Regions from separate parts of the Hordeum vulgare genome. Here region 2 is linked to region 1. The links are chromatin contacts, called in public Hi-C maps. All regions are on one chromosome and are shown on one strand. Each heading gives the region's core, a stretch centred on a gene start, on an enhancer-like site or on the middle of the called end of the contact. The rest is flanking DNA. Distances are from core to core; before and after follow the strand shown. Region 1 holds the start of LOC123444791 (magnesium transporter MRS2-E-like). Region 2 holds the start of LOC123444792.

Region 1 (2,982 bases), core at 152-2,651:
CCTTCATAGACCTGTGAGGCGGGTCACTCGGGCGCGCGCCCTTCGGTAGATCGAACAACATGAAGAGCTGAGGGAAACATCCGCGGTATACCACCTCAAAGTGGATGACAAAGAGGGCGCTCTCGCCTGCGGAGGCTCCCAATAGGTGGGTACTCCAACATCCTATATAAGAGGAGCGATTCTTCTCAACAGGCTTCGAGAGGCTCAAATCTACCCTTAAAGAACATCCAAAGTTACTACCAAGTGTAGTAATTAGGCCCAGCCCAAAAAATAGCAGCTTGCAGCCCATCTTATCCCATCACCCTGCACTATCTCAAAAATAAAACTAGGATCTTTGAATTTGAGTCTATCATCCACTTGCGTCCTAGATTTGTCACTGCTATGTGAATAATTTCCCTCTCTTCAACCATCTACCTTGCCCATGGCTTTTGGTACATACCCACCCACATCCCCACCATTTTCTGACCACAACAGGTTTAAACATTGAAAAATCTAAGTCAAAAAAACTCAAATGATTCTGTATTTTTATTAGAAATTATGTGTTTTCAACTTGAGCTCGCAAATATTAACAAAACAGTGTTCTTTCAGACTCAACAATCGTCCTATGTACTGCTCTGTTTTTATTTACTTCAGATATTAGTTTTGTCTTGAGTCAAACTATTTAAACTTTGACCTAGTTCATATATAAAAAATATTAGCGTCCACAATATCAAATCAATACCATTGAAATCGTCATTCGTGTATTTCCATGTCATATATATCTTTTATTATGAAAGTTTAGATTGTTTTTGACAAACTTGGTCAAACTTTATACCGTTTGACTCAGGTCACAGCTAATATGCAAAGTAAATAAATAAAATAAGGTGTATATGTATGTAATCATTGTACATGTCGTAATACTTCCTCTATACCTTGTACTCCCTTCGTTTTAGAATTTTTGTCTTAGATTTGTATAGATATAAATGTATTTAATCATATTTTACTATTTAGGTACATTCATTTCTAGACAAATCTAAGACAAAAGATTTGACACGGAGGGAGTATCTGGGAAGGACTTAGGTACAGAGGGAATATAATCTATTGTAATGATCTCTTCCAGGCAGATCATACTAGTACAGTACTGTGGTATTTAAAACACGGCGAGGTAAAACATGCAAGAGAGAGACGGTGGTACCATGGGACAAGGACAAGGGTATCGAATAGAAACACTACTACATACAAATGCCTACTGGCTTCCACACACATGGCACCGCCGCACCGATTGACTATCCTCGTCCACAGAGAAAAGAGAACGCTCCAGCCAACAACCGTGGCCGGCCCGCTGGGCAGATCCCTCGTCGCCATCCGCGCTCGCGCGGACCGGCACCCGTAATAATCGCGCGCCTACGCCACTTGGGACGTGTGGTAGTAAGCTGTTTTCAAGGAGTATTCGAGCTCGTCTGACCCGCCGCGGCGAAGACCTCGTACCGATAACCGCGTCGCGCCACGCCACGCGGCCTCGGTAGCAGTCCACGCGCGCGCGCATGGAGCAGCGGAGGCAGCCGCAGACCGCACCGGCGCCGCGGCGGAAGGCGGCGCCGGTGGCGAGCCAGGAGTGGCTGGTGGTGCCGGCGGCGGGGGAGCAGCGCAGGGGGGAGTTCGGGAGGCACCGGATCATGGAGATGACGGGGCTGCCGGCGCGCGACCTCCGCGTGCTCGACCCGCTGCTCTCCTACCCGTCCACCATCCTCGGCCGCGACCGCGCCATCGTCGTCAACCTCGAGCACGTCAAGGCCATCGTCACCGCCGCCGAGGTGCTCGTCCGCGACCCCGGCAACCCGCGCCTCCACCCCTTCCTCCAAGAACTCCACGCCCGCCTCGCGCTCCCGGTACGAACAGTCAAACACCCATCGCTGCTTCACTAGCCAATATTCATTCATGCATGCTTGCTACAGTACGATATGGCGGTGAGTGATGTTCATCATCTGCAATGCACCATTCGCCTGATTCTGTCGGTTCCTGTGCTTCTGCGTGAAGGATGCGTGTACCACGAATCCGGCAAGCGACGACATGGAGCTGGGTGATGGTCAGGGGAACGTGCCGATGCCTGGCAGCGCCAAGATCCAGCCCTTCGAGTTCAAGGTGCTCGAGGTCTGCCTCGAGCACACATGCAAATGCATGGAATCTGAGGTAATACACTGGCAAACACATGAGCTCTGCCCATAGCGAGTGTTACCAACTTACCGTGTTTTCACTTGGTGCAAATTATTGGTGCTAGACGTTGGCCCTCGAGAAGGAAGCGTATCCGGCCTTGGACAAGCTGACCTCGAAGGTTAGCACGCTCAACCTGGAGCACGTCAGGCAGATCAAGAGCCGCCTGGTAGAGCTATCAGGGCGCGTACAAAAGGTAGTGCTCCCTCCGTTTTCATTTTTTTTTTAAGAAAAGGAGGATGTACCCCGGCCTCTGCATCTAGACTATGTATGCAGTCATTTTATTAATTATTTAACAAGACCTTACAAAGTAGTACATCAGTAAGTCTGAGGCCATTATCTTGGCAACACATGCCGCTACTCCTATCCCCTTGATGAAGGGATGCCGAATGTCCGGGCAAAATACCAAACAGACATCACACCAAAGCCTAACATCTAAAGCCGGATGCCCCATCCAAACCACAACGCCGGGACTGGGTGACACAACCGGTCCGGCGCACTCCCAGTGGGCACCAACGTACACGCTACAAGGGCCGTCACCATCGTCTTCCATTGATCCATCCTCAAAGCAGCTACTAACGCATTGACCTTGCCAGGCCTCTTTGCCCTCGACGTCACCACGACGTCAGACAATGACGTCCTCCTGCGCGAGTCAATTGCCACATATCGGACGCCGAGCCTCCACTGCTCCACGCCATCGAGATCCACCGCCATGGATATGCAGGATGAAGCAGCGCTCCACCAAAGATGCCATCCACTTGTCCCTCGAGCTCGCGTACACCTCCAAGAATG
Region 2 (2,875 bases), core at 143-2,642, 160 kb before region 1:
AGTTTGATCAATTTGCCGATCCTTCCTTTGTTATTTAATTTGGTTGATTTGCATTCTGATCAATCCATTAGGATCCCCATTTTATTGTTACTTGCTCACAGACCAGGGAGAGGAATTTTGATGGGGTGGCTGAGATTCCCAAGACATCATATGAAAAATTAAACAAGGGAAGCAAACGTCTTCCGGTTACTCTTTGTACTGGCTTGGTTAGTTCACAACTTCACATCGATTCGGTCAGAGAAATTTCTGCTTCGTATGCTATGCGTGTTTCATCCCATTGTATTCCAGAAAATTCTCATTCCTTATCTGCTGCAGCAATGCAAGACAAAATTTGTTTAAAGGGTTTCTATTTTGTAGTATTGAGTTTATCCACTAAAAGCCTGTTTGGAACAAAGGAACTTCAGGGGGATTAGAAAGAAAAAATATCCCCCAAGTTCAAGATAAGACTTAATATTCTTGCAACAGGTACACTACAATTCCAGATGGTTCTAACTTCTAACCACTACTAACATGATCCTATCTATTATAGCACATGGTTCAGAGTAGTCCTGATGATATCACCAAGCGAGCGTCCTGTCAATTGAGTCCAAGAGAAAAGCAGTTTGTGGCTTCAACTAATCAATCATTTATTATGATAGTCAGGACTCAGGAGATGAACTGGTAGTCATTTTCTAAAATTAATCTGGCTACTTATTCTACATCTAGGACAAATTAATCCGTAGAGGAGAGCAAGTGCAAGGTAGCTTGACACACCTAGCAAACTGCTCGATGGAGACAATGGCGTCCAGCGAGAGCCAGCCGGGGCCGACCCGCCTCTCCAGGGTGATCTCGGGCACCGCGACGAGCGGCTCCTCCTGCACCTCCTCCTTCCTCTGCTTCTTCCTCCCATCGGCCTCCTCCTTGCGCTGTCCACGCTCCCGCGCCGCCTGCGTGACGCCCACCACCGCACCCCGCGCCCGGGAGAGCCACGAACGCACCCGCTCCTGCACCGCATCTGCGAAACAGCAAGCCCACAGCGATCAGAGAGAGCACGGGCAGGGGCACGGCCTATCGGGGGCCTCGGGGAGGGGGCTCACCGGTGTCGACGTCGGGGAGCTTCCACTGGGAGCGGACGGCGAGGGCGGGCGGGGGGCCGTGGCGGCGGCGGCGGCCGGGGAGGCGGGAGCGAGGGAGCGGCAGGAAGCGAGGGGGCTGGAGCTGGAGCTGGAGCATGGTGGTGGCGGTGGCGGTGGGGTCAGTGGGCTAGTGGCGGGGAGCGGGGCGTCGTGGACCTTCCGTGGATTCCATTGGAGAGGGCCGTGTCTGGGTTGTTTTACGTTTTCGCTTCGATGCAGGCGGCAAGCAGTCCAGCGGAGCGGAGCGGAGCGCGACGAAGACGACGCTTCTAGCAGTAGCAGGAGGAGAGAGAGCGAGAAGAGATGGCCGGCCGTGTGGTTAGGCGTGGTGCGCGGGCCCCACCCACGAGGTGGGAACTGGGCAGACGGCCGGCCGCCGCCTGCCGGGTGGGGTATCGGCAGTGCCGACTCGTTGCTGGCGTGCCGTTATCCAGGCCGAATCTGATTTCCCCGCAACGAGCGAGTCCACGTCGTGGGCAGAGGGGCGCCCCTATGTCTAGCTTGTTGCTGTTGTGATTGAAAATGAGAGAGAGATGTAAATGGAAACAACTGTCAACTTTATTCTTGATGATGAATTTTATATGTCGGGGAAAGACGGTTCCCGCATACGTCGGTTTTCGCATGGTGCGTGCGGTTACAAGTAGGGATTAACTTAATTAATTACATAATTAATTAAACTTTAACACTCCCCCTAATCTATACTTGTCCTTGAACGTGTTCATCATCTTGTAATAGTCTCCTCTAAAAACCCTGTGGGAAAAATATAAGGAGTGGTGTAGTATATGCAGCTAAAACTCCTTCAAACCCTGTGGGAAAATAAGGAGAAAATGATACCGCATATAATGGTTATTGCCTCCGTTAACTCCATATGAAATGCATTCATAGAATAAGAGGACAATAAATATGTCGTATATACTTTTTCTAAAAACCCCGGTGGGGAAAACAGATAGTATGACATGTGTTCTTATGTTGATATTACCTCATTAAAAACCTTGATGAGAACCTCTAGAGTAAACTCATAAAGGGAAAAAGAGTGTAATATGAGGCTTTGAACAGGAACAGTTCAAGAAGATACTCCCCCTGACTCTTGCAAATCTCGGAGCCGTCGCATACCAATTCCATGAAGGTATTTCTGGAATGTTGAAGCTGGTAAAGACTTTGTGAAAAGATCAGCGAGATTATCACATGACTTGACTTGCAAGATGTTGATTTCACCACTCTTCTGGAGTTCATAGGGATAAAACAACTTAGGGGCAATATGCTTAGTGACATTGCTCTTTATGTATCCTGTTTGCATCTGTGCAACACAAGCCGCATTATCTTCATAGATAATGGTAGGTGATTCGATAGAACCAATTTCATATGACTGTTGTATGTGGTTTATCATTCTGCGAAGCCACGTGCATTCACGTGATGCCTCATATAAAGCAATTATTTCAGAATGATTGGTAGATGTTGCAACAAGGGTCTGTTTCGAAGACTTCCATGATATAGCAGTTCCACCATGTAGGAACACAAAGCCGGTCTGCGATCTGGCATTATGGGGATCAGATAAATAGCCAGCATCTGTATATCCAATTATACCAGAGTCCAGTTTTTCCTAGAATTGAAAGTATAGACCAAGATCCTTTGTGCCTTGGAGATATCGAAAGACATTCTTGACTCCCGACCAATGACGTTTGGTGGGAGCTGCGCTGTGTCTAGCAAGTAGATTTACTGCAAATGCAATATCGGGTCTTGTGCAATTTGCAAGATACATA

What was found. A called contact is a pair of places that touch in the nucleus more often than the background predicts.
Region 2: a contact with region 1 is called in a Hi-C map of leaf, with 4 times the contacts expected there. The contact joins the promoter of LOC123444792 here to the promoter of LOC123444791 in region 1. A contact is called at or near these places in 4 of 6 Hi-C or Micro-C datasets (leaf and seedling).

The regions. Positions count from the first base shown.
Region 1 is chr3H:536,482,609-536,485,590 of MorexV3_pseudomolecules_assembly, reverse strand. It overlaps LOC123444791 (magnesium transporter MRS2-E-like), which reads left to right and starts at 1,401. Exons shown (of 6, transcript XM_045121639.1): 1 at 1,401-1,868; 2 at 2,017-2,169; 3 at 2,258-2,386. The coding sequence starts at 1,524.
Region 2 is chr3H:536,639,954-536,642,828 of MorexV3_pseudomolecules_assembly, reverse strand. LOC123444792 reads right to left here and starts at 1,392. Exons shown (of 11, transcript XM_045121641.1): 1 at 1,077-1,392; 2 at 754-994. The coding sequence starts at 1,212.